Linked DNA regions of Mus musculus: region 1 is linked to region 2. Evidence: chromatin contacts called from public Micro-C data. All regions are on one chromosome and are shown on one strand. Each heading gives the region's core, a stretch centred on a gene start, on an enhancer-like site or on the middle of the called end of the contact. The rest is flanking DNA. Distances are from core to core; before and after follow the strand shown.

Region 1 (6,858 bases), core at 2,818-5,317, 720 kb after region 2:
CTTTTGATACATTAGAATAGAATCTGAACTATTTGTCTAAGACCTGCAGCCATCGAGTTTAGTTTGCAGAACACAATGAGTTTCATGCTTTTTGAGACAATGATAATCACGAGTGACTCCTGTGATGAGAGGCCCCTGTGGCCCTTTGGTGTAATGCATATTAACTTTGTAAACTAAATTAACGTTTTGTGGAGCTCATAAGTCCAAGTATGCATTGAGTCAAGAGAAAAAAACCCCAGGGGCCCTATCCTACCCCTTTGCAAATTATAATGTAACTGCCGGTGGATAAGCTCAGATTTCTGTTAAGAATGGTTTATAGCTCTTGAATGGTGTGATTCACCATTAAATTACTTCTATATAAATTCTGTTGTACTCTCTATCTGAAGCTTGATTGTTACATTGTGGAGGGAAATGAGTTTAACTTGATAAATAATACATTGAAGGGAAAACAAAGAAATTTCCGAGATGAGAGGATATTGAATAGTTTGGTCAGAATAATATTGACAACAAAACTGTACGTTCTTAATTAGGTAATAAACATAAGCAACATGCAGTTTCTCTTACTTTATAGACCCAAGACAATAACCAGGAACCATGTGTGTAATTTAAATTAAACTAACTAAATGTAAAGCTTCAGTTTCCTGATCACACGAGCCCCAGGTTAAGTGCTAGGCATCCTCGTGTGACAGGTGTAATGTTCTATATCTATGGAGTGCCCTCACCATTGCAGAAAACACTACAGGGCAGGACAGCGCTGCTCAGTACTGTAGATTCTGTGTATAATGATGATCTTATTTTCCTCAGTAGCCACATGACACTGTCAAATGGCATCCAGAGAAGATTTTCTGTTTAAAGAACTATAAATGAAAAATTCTAGGCAAAAATGGGAACTAAAGTTGACCACTTTGCTTCATAGTAGAGATACACAGATGCCAGGGCATATGAAAGGTGAGACGTGACATGTGATGTATTGTCTATAGTTCAGCTTCCAGCTTCATCTCTGGCTTCTCACTCCCTTCCTTCTGAGTGTAGAATGGCAAAGCCTTTGGCCAGAACTACGTGCTGCAAGGGGAAGCCTTGTCCCGACAATGGCCTTACAAGCACGCTCTAAAGATTAACCTGACATCTGTCTCCTGCTGTATGCTTTCATTAACATTAATTAATTCACTCCTTTTTGAGATTTCAATTTGCCTAGATGATCCATTATAAATTAGAAAATAATGTGCTCAGGTTATAATTTAAAACGTTCTCAGCTGATAGTTAATGAACTTGATTCAGGAAGGGTAAACTGAAAGAATGAATTTTTAATGCTAATTTAAAGGACATTAGTTGCTATGGACAGAATGATTTCATTGCCACTGTTTGAAGCAGGGAAATTAGGCTGCAGCTGCAGTGGCTCCCATAGGTAACTAGCAACATCTGTACTTGCGAAGGGGTTAAAATTTGTCTGGACAGCAAAGAGACGCAGAGATGCTTTTCTAAGACAAAGATACGTACATGGTTGGGAAACCTGGATACTCTTATCTTGTAAAGTTGTTCCTCCTAGTTCTCCTTGGGAACACAATGAAGCAAAGTCATATTCTAAGGCCAGATATGATCACTTGGGTCGCTTCCCTCACAAACAAGAGGCAAGACACTAGCCCTGCCTCCTTACCTCTGGCTGTTGTGAGCATTGTTTTCATTAAGTGCCAATCACTGTCTTATACTGAATTTGACCATGGGCCAGTGAGTATATAGATAACACAATTTGAACTTGTTTATTATTATTATTACTATTACTATTTTAGTTTTAATTTTTTATTTTTTGGGTGGGGGGATATGGAGAGACTGGGAAATGAGTGTGATCAGGGTGAAATTCCCAAAGAATCAATAAAAATATTATGTTGAAAAAAATTCCAACTCAAAGTTCTAATAAGAGTCAGTTCTAAGTTTTCTAGTCTGAAAGTCCCCATTTGTAAGACTGCAAATAGTCACAGTGTCTTTAGGACATAAACTTAAGATGGTAAAAGTGGTGAGTGCTAGATTCCAGACTGGAACACAGAATATCTACTGAAGGCAGATAGACTTCAGAGTACACTCATAACTAGACATTGATTCTAACTCAGGAGATCATGAACAGTTAAAGATGGGCTTTCAGTTAACATTACCTGATCCATTAACAGCATTCAGAGATCATCATCTCAGATACATACCATCAGTGCTGGGGTCTGCTGAACCCAGACAGTGTACAGGCAGGATGAAGAGCCTTTGTTCAGTGCCTATGTTTTCTCACAGGCGGTCTGCTGCGTGTATCTAACACTGCCAAGTGATTGGGGGGTAGGAGGGAACACAAAGACATAGTTTCAATAAGAACATTTCCTTTTATCCAATCATTCACATACTTTAAAAAACTTACCAGTAAGAACTAGTCTGGGTACTGGACAGACAAGACTGGTCAAGACACCATGCACACTCACCAGGAAGCCTGAAGGAAGAACAAGAAATTTAATAATGAGCTGAAAAGACAATCTGTACCCTAAAGAAATAGTTTAATATTGTTATTATTATTATTATTATCATTATTATTATTATTAGAAAGAAAAGTTTCAGGGGCTGTGACGTTTGAACTGAAGTGTGGAAAATTAGGACAGGGTGGGGTGGCGTGTCAAATTCTCCAGCCTGGTCATGTTTGACATTTTGCACTTGGGTCATTTTTTACTATAGAGAACCAGACTGCCTCCCCCAACCCCAACCCTGGAGATATTTAACATCAGCCTTGTCTCAATGCAGTATATCACTACTTTCCCCAGGCTATCACAGTTACAAACATCTTGAGATGTGCCAAATGTATCTTAAGGGATCAAAGTAGCCCCAAGCTAAGTACTGCTTGGCTTCACAGGAAAGTGGTGAGCGCTGAAGAAAAGAAGAGGGAGGGAGAGAATCACATAGAAGAGGGCCCGCTGGGGGCTGGGTGATGGCTCAGTAGGTAACATATTCACAACACAAGGGGATTACCTAAGTTTGTAGTCACAGTAGCTGTTGAAAGCTGTGCATGGCCATGAACACCTATCACCCCAGAGCTGGGGAGGCAGAGAAAGGACAATCATGGGCTTAACTGACCACCCAGTGCAGCCAATCATGGAACTCCATATTCAGTGATAAACCCTGTCTCAGAGGTATGTAAATAAGTAAATAAACAAACAGACAGGGTAGAGAAAGACACCTGACCTTTTGCCTACACACGCGCGCGCGCACACACACACACACACACACACACACACACACATCCTCTATACAGTCCTGGCTGGCCTAGAACTTAGAACTTGTGATTCTCTTGTCTCTCTCTGTTTTAAGTGCTAGGATTACAGCCATGAACTACCACAGCAGATTCATTGTCGACTCACTTTTATGACTAAATATCCATAGGAGATTTTGAATTGTTATGTTGCTGCCTTCAGTCACCATTCAGAAGCATGGACAGTAGTATTTTTTCTTCCTGTGAAACACAATAACCCAGATTGCTAGACATATCTTAAAAGTGGCTGGTAAGTTCTAATAATGTCATGAACACTTACCTACTGAATAACACCAGATAATGTTCTATCCTTCAAGACTTGTCTGCATAAGAAATGTTTGGGTCATAATGTATAGGGTTTTTACAACTGTATTACTGTCTATATTTGGAAGAGCTAAGTCATAATTTTGACTTTCAGTTAATTGAGATTTTTATACACACAGCATCATAACCCTTTAATAACTGACAAACTCAGAATGCAGATAATATTTTTGGCAATCCAGAATTCTTCTCAATAAAGTGCAAGAAAGCAAATGGTATTCTTCAAGTAGGGAATACTATTTGGCTCAAGACTGTGTACATACACATTTCATCTGAGCTCACATCTTTCCGCCTCTCTTCAGACAGGAAACCACTTAGGATCCTTTTTAAAGGACCTCTGAGTGTCGATGGGTCAAGAGAGCCAGTGATGTAAAAAAAAAGAGACAAGGGCTGAGGGACGGCTGTGCTCCAAAGGCCTGGGAAGAAAGCTTATCGTGTTGCCCGCTCTGGCTATGACACATCCCAACTCCTGGGAGGAAATCAAGAGCGGAAACTGGGCAACCATGGAGATGAGTCACGAGCAAGGAGACTGTGAGCGTTATGAAGCCGACAGCTGCAGAACAATGGAAGCTGCGAGGCTATTTTTGTTTGGCTTCAACAATTAATTGAACCTGGTGGAGCTGACAGTGTGCCTTCTCTCGATCTTCCCTTACTAAAAGTGGAACGTTTCCATGCCAAAAACTAGCATCTCCTTCCTGTTGGAGATTGATTAAAACGCCACTGTGCTCTTTCATGTGTTTACCTCTAGAAGGAGCTTATTACAAGACAAAAAGTATCCAAACGTTGAAAAAAAGAAACGGCCATTGTGTTACTGGGTTTCTAAGGCTGAACTGAGAACTCAGATATAGGTGGACCTCTCTCCTACCAGTAAGTATGGCAAAGAATAGCCAGAGGCCTTCAGAAGCAGATGGCTTGCATAGTTACAGTTATGGATTTCTTTTTCTTTTTCTTTTTTTTTTTTTAATTTTCAATTACATTTCCACGGGGGGGGGGGGGGAGGAATAAGAATTCAGTCAAGAAAAATGTAGCTATCCCTAAAAATTTCTCACTGTTCACCAAAGTGCCCCAAGTCGAGACAGGTATAAATTTAACATTACCATATCAGAAAACAAAATTTGAGGCAGAATTCGGAAACTTGTGTGAAAATGATTGTCAATGTACTGATCCTAGGATATCATGAGCATTTGTTAATATCTTCCCAATCAACATTGCTTCTTTGGAGCCTATGATTATCCGACCATAAAGAGGTTGAATAGTTTTCCTACGTTAGAAACATCCCTTAGGTTGTAGAATGGAGAGCAGATATGGAGAGAGTAGGAGATGAATGGGATTGGGGTAGATAATGTAAAATTCACTACTACTACTACTACTACTACTACTACTACTACAAATGAAATATCACTTTGGCTGGAAGTTCCAAGATCTGAAAGGAGGTTTTAACCCAAGTGGCCGCATGAATCATAAAGTGGTCACAGGATTGGCTTCAATGAGCAATGACTAACAATTCTGGGAGCAATGTGGGTCTAATCAGATACCTCATCTTAAAGGAGCTGGGTCAGAATTCCAGAAGGGCAGAGACAACTGGGAATGTCTCCAGGACTTGAGCAGGCTTCATGGCATGTTAATGGGAGAAAAAGATGAACCATTTAAAGTAAGTGTTAATACAATTAAATTACTGGAGGTAGAGGAGTCTGCAGGGAAAAACCAAACTGGAGAGGAAATAGGGAGGAAAAATCACCACAAATTCCTCTCACTCTTGCACATCCTCAGAGGCAGCTCTAGCTTCTCATCTCCAAAGTGTGATTACATTGTTCTAGTCTTTTTCCCCCCAAATGCACCCATGTAAACACAAAAATCAAGATGTTCTTGATGGCCACAAGCTGCTGTGGGACCTCAGTGTTCATTCTATTTCTTCCTAATGAAGTCTTTTTCCTCTTCTTCTTCAGGGCATAAAATATTGTATCTGTTAAATACGACCTGATGTTGTAGGACATGATTTATGCAGTTTCTTCCATCATTACCTTTGAGTAAAACATCAAAAAAGTATTTTAAAGGAGCCTTGGCAATGTTGTGCAAGGGTTTGCCTATATGCATGAAGCCCGAGATTTGATTCTCAGCATCACATGGATACTGAGACAGAGGTCAGTCTGGACTATGTGAGACCCTGTAGCAACAAGAAAACAGATGTCAACCAACCAAACAGAAAAAAAAATTGAAATTAATTAGAAACTCATTTCTGTGAAAGGTCACATGCTGCCAAGCCTGACTTAGCATCCTCTATCCTATATATGCCCTGGATTGAGCACCATTCTACAATTTGGCTCTTTTGTTGCTATTTTCTTTCTTGTTTAATTTTCTTTTCTCAATATAAAATAAAATTTTATGGACAGGAATTTAGTTCTTCTCCCCAAGAAGAACTTCTTCCCAAGGTACAATTACTGTATATATTGATTTAAGATATCTTTTAAAGTTTACCCTTGCATTTTCTGTACAATGATGTCTTGGAATTACCTCTGCATTATAATGCTTACTTTTCTGAATATGGATTTTAAGCCTCCTTTAATATTTCAGAATCACATGTGAGAAACACAGCCTTATTCTTCACCTGGAACATTTCAATATATTTAGCTTTTATTTGGTGCTATGATCATTGGAAGATGGCATCACCTTCTGAGACCATCATTTATATAGTCAAAGGACAAAATTGCTTGGAAGATTGTCACCTCTGGCTGATGTGCACAGTGTTCTTCTCAGTGGTTTGTTTCTGAAAGACAATGTATGTGTTGAGCAAGAGTGTGTGCATATGAACAGGTACACATGTGTGGGAGAGCATGCAGAGAATAAGAGGCATTCGAAAACAGTTATTTAAGTTACATTAAGCCATGATACCCTATATTTTTAAGTGTGCTTAAAAAGTGACTTGCAGGCTCACAATGATATAGTTCATGTTTTAGCTATTCCAATAAAGCCCAGATGAGCTTACACTGCTAACAACTTCTTCCTCCTGTTCCCAACCCTGTGTTCTCACTTCTCGGATTACTTACATAATTGTCGATCATGTATGTCCTTTCAATTTTATAACCAGTTTTTAGTAAAGTCCTACCAGCCAGCCTTTGGTTACCATTTTGCACCACATTTTCTTTTCTCGGTTTCTCCACCTCTTGCTTTGACTCTTAAGGCTGGTGTGAATTTTAGTTCTGATTCCTGCAGCTCTGTCCCTACTGTGTACTGTGCTGAGCAGTCTGACCAGACACGGAAAGCAT
Region 2 (6,842 bases), core at 840-3,339:
TGGTGTGGTTGGTGTCTTTCATACTAGTGCATTTTGACAACACCTATTTTACAAGACCATTTTCCTGATAATGGAGCACCATAGCATCATATCCCAGTCCTCAGAAGAGGTAGGCAGAGTAGAGATTTTATAATTCTCTGAGTTTTCAGAAAATGATAAAATCCTACCAGATGTTCATTCGTGAACTTTAGTTTTACCTCAACGGTGAGTTAATTGATTTCCCATTCTAGCGCTCTTGAAACACAATAGGATCTCAAGTGGTTTTTAAGTAACACCATCACAGCAGCTAAAACAATATTTCTAGTACCCATTGTCCACTTTTTCATAAAATGAATGTCCTCAATCTAAAACAGACTCTTTGAGCTTCTGCTACCTCCTCTACAATTTCATTGTAATGTATCCCCTTTTTTGTGTCCAAATTGGTAGTGCCTCTCTCTAAGGGAATTGTTTCTGCTGGTTATGTGAGTGGAGGAGCCAGGATTCTGGGGTGACACAGATGTTCCAACATCACCTGAGAAGCATGGCATCTGTGCTATTTTATATTTTCGAGAAGTGTTACGTGTGCATCCGGATGTTTTGTATGTCTCTATAGACTTGGCTGTGGTCACATCCTTCTGTGAGTGTCAGAGGAGAGGCCAGAGGTAAACATTGGTCATTTTCCACTCCTGCTCCCCATCTTACTTTTAGAGATAGAGTCGCTCTACTCACTGTAACTGAATCCACCTATCTCCCCTGGGCCAGTGTTACATATGTATGACCAGACATTGAGCCACTATGACACATGAGCTTCTGCACTGGTGCTAAGAATCCAAACTACCTTAACTATGCTTACTCAGGGAACACGTTAACCTCTGATACATACAGCTACTCACTCCGCCAGTATTGCTTTTGAAGACACTGTATCCTCCTCCCAAGAATCATCGAACAAAGAAGAGGAGTCAGTACTATTTTGAGTCATGTTGGTAGAATAGTCAAATATCCAAATGATGCTAAGCTTGTTCCTTCCTAGAAAGATATAGTGAGGCAGTCATGGAAACTATGAAGAGTGGGTTACTCTCATGATACTTTAAAGTAGAGAGACTTTAACCGACCTGACGTGAAGCTTTAAGTGGCTTGTCATACAGCCATAAGGAACAAAACAACGGGGTGTGGCATTTCCAGAACAAAACATTTCTAGGCTACACATGCTATCTCAAGGGTTAAGATGGTTTTCATTTTATTTGGCTAGTTTTAGAATCAACGTCAGAAGCCTGAATGGGTAGCACAATACTAACTAGGCAAAGAGATGACTTTTAGTCTGGAACATTTTGGAAAGTCGAAAGCATCACTGACAAACATTAACAAAGAAGTCCATTCAAAGCAATATCTCCCCTTTGTGTACAAAGCACTAACATTATATGAGTCAGCCAGAGTTAGCATGATTTGCTTGGCATTCTTAGGTTACCCTAAGGAGACCCTTCTGGAATGTACACTTCCCCTAAGAGGAGGCCAGCCTTGGAGAACCTCGAAAATGAATGCAATGCTGTCTGCTATGAGAGATTTTCAACCAGAGTGTGTCAGAGAGCACATTGGCTTTCTTCCCTAAGAAGCCAACTCTGAGACAAGATTTCTCTCTTGAGGTGATGAAATTTAAGCCTCCCCAAACAGTACACAGAAGTGACTCATCATAAGATGGCAGCATAGAAACCCAGAGCTGTGTGAAGGGATTATTCTCCTGCGGGTCTGTGGTAATGAATCATCGATGTTTTTCCATCCTCTGCTCTTCTTCCCATTTGGGTAGTTCTCCCTGGGTGGAAGCCATTATGACCATTCCATAAACTAGAATTGGGAAATGTTTCCCTTGACGCAGATATTCGACTTAGAAAACTTCAAGAGCCCACACCAACATTTCAAAGTTGACTTCAATATTTTAGCTGCATTGAGCAATTTGGTTTCTCTAAGAAATTTTTACACACATGTCCACACACAAATATGGAGTACTGAAATTTCTTTTAAAAGTTCTCACAAAAACGAGTTAATTCTATGATGACTAAAAGCCTTTCAAAAATATGTTTTGTACGAGATTGGTGACTCGTGGCTGTCATTCCAGCACTTGGGAGAAAGAAGCAGGAGGGCTGAATTGAGAGGCCATCATGGTAATATAGCTAGATGGTGATTCATTCTCTCTCTCTCTCTCTCTCTCTTTCTCTCTCTCTCTCTCCATATCTGTTTGTATGTACAAATATGTACAGGTACATAATTTGATACAAAGACCAATAATAAATTTTGAATGTCAACATTTCCCATTTATTCTAAGTATATAAATTTGGATTTCTCGTAAGTAATTGGTAAGTTTGGGAGTCTGTACTGAAAGTTGAGTTTAAAGTTTCTTTTAAAGAAGAGAGAAAAGAAATGGCTAAACACTCTAAACACTGCCACCAGGGATGGAAAAGAGCTTGGCTAACGTACCTACATCTTTGGGGTCATCAAGTCTGGACATTTTCCTCTTTAAATGTATTCACAAGCTTCAGAAAATGATCTTCTTGGAGTGCAAGACTCACTCGATGCATTTTAGAGACAGTGGAATATTGCGGGGGTGGGGACAGGGGCAGAGAGGAAGATTGCTTTGCGTGAGTGAAGCAAATGCTTAGATTTTTGTCTATTTCATTTTAATATAAAACTGTGTACCTGGACTGAATCAGGAACAGGGTGAACCCAGCAAAACCAGCAGAGGGTCGGCAGATGACTCACAGGAACTGTGCTTCATTGACGGTCTGAAAGCCTGCTCTGAACCTCAGCTCAGCCACTAACTGATCCTGGGAGCTTGGTAGCACTTCTCAGAGGCTTAGCTTTTCATTTCTCATCCCCACAATGAAGAGTTTTGACAAAATGAACTAGGTGCAATGAATTCCCCTATCATATGCAAATTTCTAATGAAAGAAGTTGAAGCTGAGGAGAGAACACACTATGACTGACATTTACCTTCCTAGGAAAGGGAGCCAAGAGATCAGCATTAGGAAAAATAGCCCCAGGAGCTGGCATTTTTAAAATAAGTATCATGAGGTTCCATGGGGCTTCTTGGTACTTGGTAAAGAAGATAAAAGTTCTAAGGTTTATTCAAACAAAAATAATTCACCACTAGGCAGGAGCATTCACACACACACGCACACACACACACATGTACACACATGTACACACATGCACACACACACAGAGTGGTTGGTAAGAGAAAATTTGACTCAAGAATTGCAAATAACAATGCCAAGAAGTATATATTTTGAAAGATACTTGAATTTCTCAATTTCTGCATAATCTTGATAAATTATAATAGAGTTTTCAATATAGCTTTGAATGACTTAGTAATAGAAAATAATCACTAATATACAATAGTCTTAAAAGCATCACAGAGCCTCTCACACTAAGATGCTATGATGGTTAACCTCTATTGTCAATTTGATAGGATGTGAAGTCAGCATAGAAGCAATCCTCTGACACTCTTGTGAGGGAAACCTTAGATTTTACTAATATATATGGGAAATGCTCCCTAAGTGAGAGTAGCCTTATTCCAGGAACTGGAGAATCTGAATAGGATGGAAAAGTGCACAGAGAAGCTTCACTCGGCACTCTCAATGTCTTTACTGTGGATGTAGTGAGATCAGCTGTCTCCAGTTCCAGCTGCATGATGCCTCCACGAGATGTACCCTAAATCAAAAATACAAAGTTCACCTGGGCTTGCTTTTCTCAGGCATTTTGCTACAGCAATAAAACAAAAAACAAAAACAAAAACAAAAAAACTTATGTCTTCAAGGTTTTTCTTGACATTTCATAAAGATAAAGATGATGTGTTCAAAAAAAAAAAAAAAAAAAAGAAAAAAAAAGATGATGTGTTCACCGATAAAGAACATCCTTCCAGAGGCAGAAGGAATTTGTCTGAAGCTGCACGGGGGAAAGCCAGCTCTTGACTTACGTCACTTCCTGTCTTTTCAAGATGATTCCCAACCCCTAGTCCCTGACCACCCACGTGCATGCTCTTTAATCTTTCCAAGTTTTAGCTTCTACCATTGTAAAATGAGATTTCTACTTTCAGAAATTTACAGACATTAGAGACTGTGTCTAAAACGATGGCTAATTAAATACTATCAATTTCCTAACATTGCTGTGCTCACTTAAACTAAGTAGACAAGAGCACTCCTGGTTCCAACACTCACAGATTAACTCAAGCTTTGGTTAAGATGTATTTAAACTGATGAATGTGGACAAGTAAGATCCTGCATACACACAGGCTTTCAGTGTACTGGGAACCTAGTTCCTCAGTTCTGTTCTCCTTGTCAATAACAGATACAGCATCAAGCCACAAGTCCTTGCGACAGCCAATGCATAAAAACAAAACAAAACAAAACAAAAAACCCCTGAGCTCCACATGCACAAGTTGACAAAGATGAATGACCTTATGATGAGGATTCATGACGACTCATCTCAAGTTGATTATGAATAAATTCTTCTAGTGACAATCTGTAGTCCTAAATCAGATGTGGCTTATTGATATATATATATATATATATATATATATATATATATATATATATATATATATATATGTATGTATATATATATCACTCACAAATCATTGTATTATTATCTAATAGCCAAATTTATAAGTTATCAGTAATACAAAAATTTAGGAAGGAAGACAACTTGGATGACATTAGATCATTAGATTCAGGGATAACTACCACAGGAGTTATGACATCTCTGCATAGTGAACCAGGAATGGAGGTGTGTCTTGTATCTGAATTGGATGCAAGAAGGTCCCTGACAGACATTTGTTCAGTTGAAGTTCTCCGAGAGTTTGAATAGATCATGCGAAGTCACATGGCTGGTCCACACTAGAGGAGATCCTCAGTCATCATCCGTGAAAACACAATCTGCAGTCGAGATATGCACAGGAAAGACTGTTGTCAAGGTAGGGGCATCTTCTTTCAGCTGAACAAGGTTCATGGTGGGTGCATTCACAAGCCTCTACATTTAGCTTCTCATTTTAGGGGCTGCATCTAACCACCTCAAGTTGATCTTTGCTTCTTATCTTCCTTTCATTTCTTGAATCCAATCAGTCATCTAGTAAACATATCCAACAAAGTATCTAAGACAGATCCTTCCATTTTAATTCAAACTCTCAGCCTCTTCTCTGAATTATTGTACTGGCTTCAGGGCTCTATTGACTTTCAGAACGTCTTTCACCTACATCCAGACTGAGCACTGTTTGATACACAACAGCCTTATTTCCAACACTTAAAACAATAAAATAAAATTTCTTATTCTGACTTAGAGACTTAGAGTTTATGAAAAACTGGCTTTACGTTCATCTCCAAATTCTATCATTTTGAAGTAAAATTTTCTCTTTTGTTACATGTTTTCTTATTGCCTCTTTAACTTTTGTTTACAATTCCCCAGCCACCACCCATGAATGCAAACATCCCAGGCTCTATTTTGTTTTCAAGTTTCCACAATTGTTTTATTTATACTGAAATTATACCTTTGAATGTTAAAATCTTTTCTTCTAAAATCATTACACCTTCATTGTCTCAATCTCTGCACATTCTAACAGCTGCTAAGTGTACCAATACTCTGGAATCTATACCGGGGTTAATCAATTCCTCCAAATAATAGAACTGTAGATTTTCCTTCCCACTTAAACTATCACTATTCACTTTATTTGCTGGATTCCCCATTTAAATTTCTACTTTAGTTATTAAAATTTATTTACTGAAAATAGCTGTGTTCAGGCACCATTACCATTTATTCATCTCTATTTGGAACTTGTTTGTGCTAAAGCACTGAGATAAAATAATAAGAGTAATAGTGAATAAACAAAATCAAAATGGAAAATGTGACAATTGATAGTAAATATCTTAAATAATAAATTACAGAGTCTATAGGGCCTCGTATGCATAAGACTGTGGAACTTTAGAGCCTGCAGCTATGTATTTTTGAAAATTGTCTTTTCATATAATACATATTAACATCAGCTTCCCCCCTTCTACATTTCCCTTCCTCCCCTTTTCCCCAGATTCACTCCTTTTCCCTTTCCCCTCAGAAGAGATCAGTCCTCCCAGGCATATCTACCAAATATAACATAACCTAGCACAACACGTTACAGTGAGATTAGGCACCTTCCCTCATATTAAGGCTGAACCAGGTAATCCAGTCGGGAGCAAAGGGTCCCCAAGAGCATGCAAAAGAATCAGAGACATCTCCTTTCCCACTATTAGGAGTCCCACAAAACTCACTCTAAGCTAAACAGCCAAAGCGTTTATGCCAAAGACTTAGCATAGACCCAAGCAGGCTCTGTGACTGTCACTTCTCTATCTGTGAGCTCCTATGAGCCCTGTGGAGTTGATTTTGTGGGCCATGTTCTCCTGGTGTCCTTGACCCCTCAGCCCTCCTTCTCCTGTTCCTTGGGGTTCCCTGAGTTTTGCCTAATAGATGGCTGAACGTCTCTGCATCTGCTCCCATCAGTTGCTGGATTAGAGTAAGGCAATTCAATAGGAATTTTTGAGCATTTAGTTTGTATGGTTTCCTAAATAAGATTAGCCTTTGACTCTCTGGAGATGATAAATGAAAGGGTTGGTTTATTTTGCAATGACACATCAGTTATTTTTAAACTTTCTAAAATTAAAAAGTCAAATATTGGGCAACATGCCCTCTCTATGTCATCCTGGGACATTTTTAAGTTCTAAGAAAAGATATTTTTTTTATCTAGGCTTAATATACCTTTAATTAATTTGCTAATTACCTACAAATACATCAGTAGTTATGAAGTTACCAGATAACATTAATCATTGTTTAACTAACCTAGTTATCTT

The links. Hi-C and Micro-C count contacts between places; a contact is called where the count stands out from the background.
Region 1: a contact with region 2 is called in a Micro-C map of muscle stem cells, with 6 times the contacts expected there. The contact joins two enhancer-like sites. A contact is called at or near these places in 1 of 484 Hi-C or Micro-C datasets (muscle stem cells) and 1 of 115 datasets of contacts at active chromatin or transcription factors (fibro-adipogenic progenitors).

Annotation. Positions count from the first base shown.
Region 1 is chr3:137,146,529-137,153,386 of GRCm38.p6, forward strand. No RefSeq gene overlaps it. Among named protein-coding and RNA genes, the nearest start is that of Gm26107, 82 kb to the left of the region's middle. Within about 2 kb of position 4,068, at least 77 of the 459 cell types and tissues checked have an H3K27ac peak or open chromatin away from gene starts, as enhancers often do. A contact at or near this core is called in muscle stem cells, where this site is marked.
Region 2 is chr3:136,430,657-136,437,498 of GRCm38.p6, forward strand. It overlaps 1700030L20Rik (RIKEN cDNA 1700030L20 gene), which reads right to left. Exons shown (of 5, transcript NR_040592.1): 5 at 4,614-4,904. Among named protein-coding and RNA genes, the nearest start is that of 1700030L20Rik, 15 kb to the right of the region's middle. Within about 2 kb of position 2,090, at least 37 of the 459 cell types and tissues checked have an H3K27ac peak or open chromatin away from gene starts, as enhancers often do. A contact at or near this core is called in muscle stem cells, where this site is marked.